Regions from separate parts of the Mus musculus genome. Here region 1 is linked to region 2. Evidence: chromatin contacts called from public HiChIP or PLAC-seq data. All regions are on one chromosome and are shown on one strand. The core of a region is the stretch at or near the end of the contact, and the rest is flanking DNA. Distances in the headings are between cores, read along the strand shown.

Region 1 (5,427 bases), core at 445-2,944, 560 kb after region 2:
CACTACTGGAAAACTTAGGCCTTTCCTCAGGGTGAAAATTACTAAGACCTTATCTGTTCTGCTTCTGGGGGGGAAAAAACTTTCTAAACAGACACAAAGCACATAACACAGAGGCCACCTCTGCTTGCTGAAGTCAGGACTCGTCACTTAAAACCGCCCCTGTTCTAGATAGCGTAGTGACTTCAGGCTGAAAGGCTGGATTATATAATCTCACTGAGAGGCCACTGAGACGGGTCATCTGGTACAGCTGCTTGCCGCACCAGCGTGAAGCTCTGAGTGGGAACCCTGGCACCTCTGTAAAAGTGAAAGGGAAGAACCAATGCTCCCACCATGTAAAATAAATCTAAAAGGAAAAAAGAAAATGGCGAGCGTGAACGCAGAGCGAAGGGAGTGGCTAGACACTGCCGGTAAGGGTGTAAGCTACTCTAGTAATTGATAAGGATTTCCTTCCGAGTGACCCAGTTACCCACGTCACACACCACAGAGGCATTTGCACACCAGTGTTTACAGTCAGTCATTTGTATGCAAAACACATACAAAACCCTTTACTCAATCACTTTGTGAATAGGCAAGGATAAGTATTCAAGCAGGATGAAAGGGCTCCTCACCCTTGACCAGAGAAGAGTACAGGCCAGCTGGGTCAGATGGGCCACGGAAAAGATGAACTAGATTATTACGTAAGTTTCACTAAACTGTAATAATAAAAATACAGGGCTTTTTTTTCAGTGAACTGTCACTGGGTATACCAACCACACTCCAAGGAGTAGTTAGCCAAGACAAAACAAACGCAGTGTGGATTTTTTTGTTGTTGCTGTTGTTGGTTGGTTTATATATTATTCTCTTGTCTTACTGATCATTTGTTTAATCGTTTTTAATTTCTGTTTTGTGAAAATTTTCATTTGTTTTTGCTTTGGAAAAGAAAGCAAGCACATAAAGCCAGGTGGGGTGGGAAGCGGGGAGGACCTGAGAAGCGTGAGGGGAAGAAAAAGATGACCAAATACACTTTATAAACGTTCTTAAGGCCAGGCAGGGATCCCAGTACTGGCAGGCAGAGGCAGGTAGAGCTCTGAATTCGAGGCCAGGCTAGTCTACACAGCAAGGTTGGGACATCCAGGGCTGCACAGAGAAACATTGTCTTGAAAAACAACGGTTTTGTTTTGTTTTGTTTGATTTTTCTTTATTTAACATTTCAAATGTTATCCCCTTCCCTAGTTTCCCCTCCGAAAATCCCCTATCCCCTTCCCCCTCCCCATGATCCCCAACACACCCACTCCCATTCCTGGCCCTGGCATTCCTCTATACTGGGGCATAGAACCTTCACAGGACCATGGGCCTCTCCTCCCATTGATGACTGACTAGGCCATCCTCTGCTACATATATAGCTAGAGCCACAAGTTCCACCAGGTGTCTTCTTTGATTGGTGGTATAGTTCCAAGGAGCTCTGGGGGTACTGGTTAGTTCATATCGATGTTCCTCCTATGGGGCTTCAGTCCCCTTCAGCTCCCTGGGTATTTCTCTGGCACCTTCATTGGGGGCCTTGTGCTCCATCCAATGGATAACTGAGAGCATCCACTTCTGTATTTACCAGGAACTGGCAGAGCCTCGCAGGAGACAGCTATATCAGGCTCCTGTTAGCAGGCTCTTGTTGGCCTCTGCCTAGTGACTAAGTTTGGTGGTTGTTTATGGGGTGGATCCCCAAATAGAGCAGTCTCTGGATGGTGTTCCTGCAGGCTCTGCTCTGAACTTTGTAACTCCTTCCATGGGTGTTTTTGTTCCCCATTCTAAGAAGGAACAAAGTATCCACACTTTGGTCTTCCTTCTTCTTGATTTCATGTGTTTTGCAAATTGTATCTTGGGTATTCTAAGTTTCTGGGCTAATATCCACTTATCAGTGAGTGCACATCATGTGTGTTCTTTTGTGATTGGGTTCCCTCACTCAGGATGATACCCTCCAGATACATCCATTTGCCTAAGAATTTCATAAATCCATTGTTTTTAATTGCTGAGGAGTACTCCATTGTGTAAATGTACCACATTTTCTGTATCCATTCCTAGTCACTAGGCAGAGGCCAACAAGAGCCTGCTAACAGGAGCCTGATATAGCTGTCTCCTACGAGGCTCTGCCAGTTCCTGGCAGATATTGAGGGATATCTGGGTTCTTTCCAGTTTCTGGCTATTATAAATAGGGCTGCTATGAACATAGTGGAACATGTGTCCTTATTACCAGTTGGAACATCTTCTGGGTATATGCTAGGAGAGGTATTGCTGGATCCTCCGGTAGTACTATGTCTCATTTTCTGAGGAACCGCCAGACTGACTTCCAGAGTGGTTGTACAAGCTTGCAATCCCACCAACAATGGAGGAGTGTTCCTCTTTCTCCACATCCTCGCCAGCATCTGCTGTCACCTGAATTTTTGATCTTAGCCATTCTGACTGGTGTGAGGTGGACTCTCAGGGTTGGAAAAACAATGGTTTTAATTTAAAAGAAGATGAAATGTTAGGCTAGAAGAGAGCGGTTCTGTGAAGTGAGCTTTCTAAGTATCCTGGTAAATGCACTGTTACCATGAGAGCCATTCCAGGGCTTTGCAGACCATGTAAGACAATGCCTTCATTCTTTCAGGCCATGTCACCCAAGCAAAAACCAGACCTAATCCAGGTGTAACCATATTCAAAACTCTGGGAATTCTGAGAGGTTGCTAAATATATGCTAAAGACTGTCAAGGATGGACTTAGTCCTGGGAAGTGAAAAAAGCACACTGACCAATCAGAAGCCAGTCAGTGTCACTAACCCTAACACACTGCAACGGTCAGGATCTAACCAGACAGGCAGAACCTGGGCTGAACGAGATCTATTGCAAGGACTTAGCTTACATAACTGTGGATCAGCTAAGCAAGTTCAAAATCCATAGGGCAGATGGCAAGCTGGAAGCCGCAGACGTCACGGAAAACCTGGTTCTGCTTTTACGGCAGATTAACTCCGTGTCACCCAGAAGAACAGTGACCGTACATCCCCTTCCTCCAAAATCCACGGATCGTACAAGCCCTTGAGAGTTACAAGTCACCTCACAGCAACACCTGAATTGGTGCTGGACGGAGGAGAAGTCCAGTTGGCCATCAAGAAATTATTAACATTTACTAATATTGTTTAGTGTGCTAACCAGAAGATGGCAAAGATGAAAACTGAGTACCTTTGACCTAGTTTATTCAGCAAGGCACAGAAAAGAAGGCCTACAGGGGTGGGGTCAGGGCTGGAGAAGCTTTGGGCAGCTTGGGTCAGGTGCCCACCTGTGCTGGTCACCTCAGTCACTTCCAATGTCCAATCATATCAGCAGTAAGATGTGGGAAACAATGAGACCTATCTCACATCGGCTGTGAAATTCTAGTGGTAACATGCACAGAACACAACCAGAAATACAGCAAGTACGAGTGCGGCAACACCTGGTATCACCTAATATGACCCCCCTTTGGAGGATGGGTAAACTTAATCCTGGAGTGGCATCATGTGCCAGGCATAAGAAACAGAAAGTACGAAGGCACAGAGGCGTGAAAATGCCTGAAGAGCAGCCAACACAGCCAGAACACGGAACTGGTGAGAGAGAACTAGGTTTGATTGGTTGGTTCCGGTCAGTCTTCAAGACACTGCTGAGTGCTGTGGAAAAGAACAACTTTCATCTGCAGCAGGAAGAAGCAAAGAGGCTTTTCTTACACACACACACACACACACACACACACACACACACACACACACATCACTATCAAATCCTCGAGCACCTGGAATCTCAGACTTCAACAACCCAGTATGGCCATGTTTCAATATTACTTCATCTTTAATGCTCTGAGTATTTGCTTTGTGAGTCTATCCTCCCGTATACAGTCGGTCATGCCTACAAATCTAAGGAGGACCAGTTCTGAGACCTCCCAAAATCCTGCAAGACCCAAGTCCCTTATGACGCATAGAGGCTTGGCACATGGCTCAGTTAGAAGAGGGCTAGCTCAGCAAATGAGAAGCCCTGGTTTCCAATCCCAGTGCCATATAAAGTTAAAATAAATCCCATGCCTGTTATCCCAGGGCTCATAGGACCCTGTCTCAATAAAAAAATAAAATAAAGGCACTCCTGTTGAGGAGCTGTTGATGGCTCATGGCTTCTGGGGGAGAGACAGTTTTCCTTAAGGGTGTGGCCTCTGGCAGTTTGACCACACTCCAATAGATGTTCCCATACCCATGAAGCAGACACTTCATGGACTCTATAAGTTGTTTATGATGTTGTTGTTTTAAAGGACATGAACTTGGGAGGGGCAGGGAGTGAATTGGGGGATGTGTATGATCAAATACATGGTATGCAATTCTCAGGGTAAAAATAATATTAAAATAAGTAAAATAAAAAGGCCTGCATATAACCTACACACACCCAACTGTGTTCATTTTTTTTAATTTATTTTCATTTTATGTATGTTGGTGCTTTGCCTAGAGGTGTGTCTGTGTGCCACACGTGTGCCTGGAGCCCCTAGTGGCCAAGATAATGTACCAGATCCCTGGAACTAGAGTTAGAGATAACTATGAGCAGCCATGTGGGTGCTGGGAACTGAATCTAGCTTCACTGGAAGAGCCACCAGTGTTCTTAACCACTGAGTCATCTCTCTCTCTCCAATCCGCAGCCTGTGTTCTTTAAATCATGTCTAGATTGCTTATAATATATAGCATCATGTAAATGCTACATGAGTTGCTATGCTCTATTATTTCAGAAATAATAAGGAAAAGAGTCTATACAGATGAATGCAAACACCTGGTCAAACACGTCCGTGTTGTTCATTGAATGCACAGATGTGGACGCCACATACAGAGGGAAATTAGTATGTCTAAGAATTCCCTAGAGGCACTGACATGAGTTTTCCAATCATGGTAGCAATTTACTGATACCATCATGGGTGGAGAAGGACCCCAAACATAGCCCCGAATGCAAGATCTGATGCCACTTCAGTCCTCCCTGCAGGAACAGAAATACAGACCCATATCAAAACCACCCGATTCCACATAAGCCAAGTCATACGGACTCAGTGAATCAATGATAACTGATGGTCCCCCCAAGTCCATTCTCTCTACCTGACCCTGTGACAGTGTTATAACAGGGCAGGCAGCAACCAACCTCTGGACTACATTCCCGGCCCTTCTGTAGGCCGTGACGCTGGATGATCTCTCCCCAGTGCAACATGGGCATGAGTGATGTGTGCCTCTTCCAAGCTCAGACCATAGAAAAGTCACACATGTGAGGTCCCGCCTCTGTGGACGTTCATCCTCCCTCAAACAGTAATCCTGGCTGTTTGTTTGTTTGATTGATTGATTGATTGATTGATTGTTCTTTAATACTGAGTCTCATGTCATAGGCTGGCCTCAGATTCACCGTATATCTTAGGATAACCCCAAGCTCC
Region 2 (6,122 bases), core at 329-2,828:
AGGTGAGTGCAGTAATTTCATTCTTGCATTAGAACTCCCAACTATGAAAGGGGTGTTCAATATCTCTGCTATTATTATGGTATGATTGACTAGAAGTCAGCTCTTCTTGTCAATGACATTTCCTCATGAACTTTATGTACCTGATCCCGATTTTAACCAAATTGCAAGATTTATTCCAGAAATCTCACAGCAGGGAGTCTAATCTAGAGTCCCCTCTAGAAACATCTGGAGAATTTAGCAAGGGAAAACAAAGTGTACAGCTGAGCCCCACCACAAAATCAACACTCAAGATTCCTAGAGTAGGAAGCAGGTATTGGTATGGCTAGAGAGAGTTACAGGAGACATGTACTCAAGGCTAAACTACTGGCCTTAAGGAATTTTGCTACTGGAACTCCAAAACTCATGCCTTCTTTTCTTCTCTAATCATTTTTCCCTTTCTTTTTCCTTAAGACAAGGACTTTCTATACAGCTAAGGGTGGCCTTGAACTCTTAATTACTCTCCTACAACAGCCTCTACTAGGCTCACCTAAGCCTTATTCTTGTTCTGGCTCTGACAGTTTTGCAAAATACGCTTCATACAGTAGTTGCTTTGGGATCTTTCTTTAAGTGTCTATGTGACAGGTGACACATATGTTATCCATTTTACAGAAGAGGAAACCTTCCGTTTTCCAAAGGACCACAGATAATAAATGAAGAAGTAAGAAGAAGGACTCAGGGTCTTGGAAGGTAGCAGAGCATTGTCACCCACCAAAAGCTACTATCTCCAAGAAGTACTTCTAGAAAGGCTTAAGAAGAAAGAGCCTTCCTTTGTGTGATGCAGGCTGTGTGGGTTTGGGAACCCTCAGATGGAGCCTGGAATTTAAAATAGAGAACTTAGACAATTGAATAGAGAAAGCCTAGGTGGAAAGAAAGCCAAGGGCAGAGAGAGTGAGCACAGAACAAAGGAAAAGTAAGTGTTCTGGAAAACACATGCCTTGGTTTAAGCCACTAAAAGGAAGGACAAAATGAAGGAAGGAAAGAAGGAAGGAATGAAGGAATGAATGAAGGGATGGAGGGAGAGTGAGAGGGAGGGTGGGAGGAAGGAAACTAAAAAATTAAAATAAAAAGCCCACAGACCTCAACTTTATATGTCATTCTGTCACATAAAACCATTCTATTAGAGGCCAGTGGTGGCTTATTCAGTAACTATCATTATGCCTAGGCGCTAAAACAGTGACTACAGTCCTGAAATCAGATGCCTTTGAGAAACACTGAAATTTTACATATTCCCAATCATAGCATCATAGTTGGGAGTAGAGGTGACTTCTTACCGGCTGCCATCAAGTTAGGAAGCTAGCAGAGTTCTGTAGTAAGTAAACACTTACAGGAAGTGAGTTGAGGGAAGTTCCAGACCTGGAAAGTGGAGCAGGAGAGGGTCAAGATTGGATCCACATAGCAACTCCCAAACCCATGAGCAAACACCGAATGGCATGGCATCGGAGACTTGGACCAGATGGAGAAAGAGTTCTGTTCTGCCCCTTCTTATCTGACCAATACAGCAGCCCAGAGTTAATAAGTACAGGCGTCTCCAACTACAAGCCACATCTTCCGGTTGCTGGTCTACACGGTGAATGAGAAAGAGGAAGCAAATCTGCATACAGAGTCAGCCCTCAAAGATGGCACATGGCCAAACAGCTCGAGAGCAGGAGCTAGTCACAGGCCGGTATCTTTCCATCATCCAGTTTAATACTTATAAGAAAGTTGCTCATATTTGTTTGTGTGTTTTATTTTTCTTATTCTTTTATCTTTTTAATGTCTACTCCCTTTCTCATTTTATCCTGTCAAGTCTTCTGATCAGAGAAAGTCGCTCCTCGAAGGGGCCAAGTTGGCCTAGGACTAGCAGTCACCCAGTCCCAAACTTCTAAACAGTGACTGTATAAACACGGGCTACCACACCCGTGTAATATTTGATTTTTAATCTCCCTCCCTTAGTCTTTACCATTGTAAATTCTTTTTCATTCTTCGGTAATATTTATTTTCTCTCATTTCTCCATTTTTCATCGTTTGTCCTTTAGGTTTTTAAAAGAATTTTATTGTTTTCTGTTTGCAGGTTTGTGGGGTTGGTTGGTTTGTTATTTTATATTCCTTTTTTATTTACTTAATCCTTAACTACGTCTTCTATGTCTCTTCGTCTTCTCCCTTATCCTTTCAATTTACTTTTTCTCTTCTTTTTCTATTTTTTTTTCTTCTGGTACTTGCCTTAGTTTTGCCATTCCATTTCTCATTAATGTCATATTAGATTTAACAATATGTCTTTGCTCCTTTTTTCTAATTTTCATAAGATTATTATGACATTGGCTGTAATTGGTTATGACCATGATTACTTTGTGTTTTTTCTATAGGTTATGGTTTCTTCTGTGGTCCACTGGGCTGGGCCTGGTGCCTCGATTTTAACTGTGGTTTAAGTGGCCAGCATAGTTGTGATAAATTAATTCTTTACCCTGCCATAGCCTAGACCTGCCCATTGCTCAGTGATTACTTTATCTCAAAGAATATAAGACAACCAAATTCCCAGCCAATGACTTGTCCTACATGCACAAATCCCAATACAGACAAATTAAAAAATATGTAAGTAATTAGTGTGACTCCTCCAAACAATAGTTCATGATGGGTAGATAAAATTCTGAATAAAGAGTTAAAAGAAGAAACTATAGAAATGGTTGCTATTTACAGAGAATATCATTAAAAACCTAAATGAGTTAAAATAGGATAAAAGTAAAGAGCTAAATAAAATACAGAACAAAATGAAAGATATATAGAGAGAATCCAGTAAAGATACAGAGACTCTGAAGGAAAGTAACAAACTGAAATTTAGGGAATGGAAGGTTCCACAAGTTAAATTTTAAAAACTAACTTGATTAATAGCTAGATTAAATAGAAGATAGGTCACTGGATTCATAGATAAGGTGGATTACTTAGGATAATCAGACACTATATTATAAAAGAAATTATCAACACTACATAGACTTTTCAGATACCAGTAAAATTCCCAACTTACAAATTATATGTACAGAAGGAGAAGAGGTGCACACTAACAGCATAGAAAAATATATCTAATAAGAAAGTTTCAGAAAGAGGTAGAGATCTGGATTCTGGAGCGTATTGGAACCCCAAATAGATAGAACCAAGAAAGAATCTCCTCAAACTGCATTATAACTAATACACTCCATATACAGAGTAAAGGGAATATTGAAAATGCAAAAATGAAGGTCCAAGTCACGTATAAAAGCCAACACATCAGGATGATAGCAGATTTACCAGCAGGAACTCTAATGCTTGGGTTGGCACATGGCAACCACAGTCAATCTTCAGTATCAACTTGATTGGATTTAGAATCACTGTGAAAGCATACTTCTGGGTGTTCTTGAGTATTTTCACAAATGTTATTTGACGGAGAGTGAGTAGCCCTAATCCACAGGCTGAGATTCCTTACTAAATACAAAGTGAGTATCCACATCCATCTCTCTCTGTTCCCTAACTGCAGGTGCCATGTGACCAGCCACCTCAACACCTTCAATACCTGCTAGGCTTCGATGGTCTGTAACTCTCAAACTGTGGGACAAAATAAACTCATCCTGCTTTGTGTAGCATCGTCAGATATCTTATCACAGCAACAAGAAAACTAGCTAATACAATGTGGAGTGATGTGCTTCAATCCCAAAAGGAAAATCGACCAGCCTAGATTACCATACACTATAAAGTGTTCCTTCAAATTGAAGAATAAAGATTCCCCATGATGATCCAAATCAAAGGAACTCATGATTGATAAGATAGTACTACAGAACGTTATTAAAGAAATCTTACACATAGGAAAGAAAAATATAGACAGCTACAAAATACAATAAACATTAAAGTCATAAAATAGACAAACAAATGATAATTAGGAAAGAGTCAAAATATTACAAAAACTATGAAATTTCAGAAAATAATACATACATCTCAATAATAACTCTGGGTATATTAATGGTCTCAAATTTTCAATGAAGTGACAGAAAATTGCTCCTTAAAAATAAAGCCCAACTGCTTGCTGTCAACAAGAAATGCACTCCACTGGCAAAGATACACAAAGATATGCATATAGCTTGAAAGCAAAAGGATGAAAAATGATATTCCAAGCAAATGGTACCCAAAAGCAAACTTAGATTTCTAGAGACTCACATCCAAAAAGTATATTTCAAGGCAAAGAGACAAAAGTCATTTAATAAAAAAGATATGACAACTATAAGAATGTATGTACCAAATGTTGGCAAACCTATTTTATAATACTCACTGCTGACAATAAACCTACAGATAGGACCCAATAAAGTGACAGTAACTTCACAACTTCATTCTCAGGAATACACAAGTCAACTGCACTTTAAGAGCCAACAAAGAAACATTAAGTGATGCTATGGACCACCAAATAGACTTACCAGACAACTACAGAACAACATGTCACAATAGCAGAATACATATTCTCAGCAGCTTCAATGACTATTTTTAGGTGTCAACTTGAAACACTAGGAAAGAGGAAACATCATTTGAGAAACTTCCTCATTGGATTGGCCTATGGGCATATATGCAGGGCATATATACCATGTGGGTAGCACCATCCTTAGGTACTTAGGCTGGGCTGTACTAGCAAAATAGCTGAGCAAATCAGAGCAAGAATGCCTGTAAGAAACATTCCTTCATTATCTCTACTTCAGTTCCTACCTCCAGGTTCCTGCTTGAGCTCCTGACCTGACTTCCCCTAATGATGGACTTTCCTCTCCAAGTTGTTCTCGGTTGTGGTGTTTTATCACACCAATACAGAAAGCTAACTAGGACAGCCATCCAGGGGACTTTATCTAAAGTGTATTACATTTTGAGATATTAAACCATATCTTAAAGCATAAAAGAAATTGAAAAGACTTCTTGTACTTTATCAAATCATAATAAAATAAAGTTAGATGTTACTTGCAAGATAAGTTACATAAAGTATGCATGGATATAAACATTTTAAAATTACCAATTGCTTAGCAAGTTTTTGCTCATTTTTGCAATATTTTAAAAAGGGAATAAAGATATGAAAGAATTGAGACTATTAGGAAGAGAACAGGAACTCGTAGGACAGGGACTTGAGAATGAGTAAGAGTTATGACCATGGTCAAATTAACTATAGATAGCCTTCAAGATGCCATGATGAAACTTATTTTTTCATGCAAATATTATACACTAACCAAATCTGTGAGCAATAAAAGGGCACAGGCATTCACATGCCAGATCTAGTACACCTTCCTTTTTGCTCTGCTCCTGGAATTCCATTCATTCTTGATCTACACACAAAATTGCAGTGTGAGACCATTCATGAAGATGGCTATGAGAGGAGAGAGATAGCTCACATAGTATGCAGTTGGAACCCACTGCCTACCTGTATTCAGCTCATGAGAATCCCATCAGGGCATTCAGCAACACCTTTAGTGGTCTGTTACAGAAATTCTATTTCTCTAAAGACAGATCATTTAAATAAACAATTAAAATTCTTTAGTTTTCAGCCAATAATCAATTAGTTAAAAGTACCAGCCAGAATGGCATTCTAACCTGTTTTTTCTATTACTTTATCTCTCATTTCCTGGCTCCTCTTCCTTAATTAAAATTTCCTAACACTCCCACATTCTCTTCTCTCTGGGCTCCACATCCAGGAGAGAAAAATGAACACCCTTCCATCTCTGAGAACATATTTTAAATGTACATAATTAAGACTAAAAATGAAAAAAAAATCATATAACAAAGGCTTATAGAACCAAGTGTCGTGGTTACAAGATTCACCAACACATGTGCACATGACCTTTGACGTTCTGTGCTTTTGACTTTCCTAACTCAGTCCCAAAGTCCTCAAAAAAAAAAAAAAAAAAAGCTTGTTCATTTGCATAAATCAAATATTTGATTCAATAGCCAATTTCTTTTTCCTTCTGTAAAGAGCAGTCAACAGTAAGTATAAAACTGTGTTTGAAACAAAAATACGTCTTTTTCTTAATTTAGAAAAAAATAATTGTATGCAAAAAAGGGGGACCTGTAGATTGATTCTAACTTACTGGCCAAGACAGCTACAGAAGTGAACA

The links. HiChIP or PLAC-seq counts read pairs in DNA pulled down with a chosen protein or histone mark.
Region 1: an H3K4me3 HiChIP or PLAC-seq map of bone marrow-derived macrophages shows a contact between it and region 2, with 4 times the contacts expected there. The contact joins two enhancer-like sites. A contact is called at or near these places in 1 of 484 Hi-C or Micro-C datasets (bone marrow-derived macrophages) and 4 of 115 datasets of contacts at active chromatin or transcription factors (bone marrow-derived macrophages and embryonic stem cells).

Annotation. Positions count from the first base shown.
Region 1 is chr3:51,182,042-51,187,468 of GRCm38.p6, forward strand. No RefSeq gene overlaps it. Among named protein-coding and RNA genes, the nearest start is that of Gm40044, 36 kb to the right of the region's middle. Within about 2 kb of position 1,695, at least 17 of the 459 cell types and tissues checked have an H3K27ac peak or open chromatin away from gene starts, as enhancers often do. A contact at or near this core is called in bone marrow-derived macrophages, where this site is marked.
Region 2 is chr3:50,626,918-50,633,039 of GRCm38.p6, forward strand. No RefSeq gene overlaps it. Among named protein-coding and RNA genes, the nearest start is that of Gm6209, 43 kb to the left of the region's middle. Within about 2 kb of position 1,579, at least 51 of the 459 cell types and tissues checked have an H3K27ac peak or open chromatin away from gene starts, as enhancers often do. A contact at or near this core is called in bone marrow-derived macrophages, where this site is marked.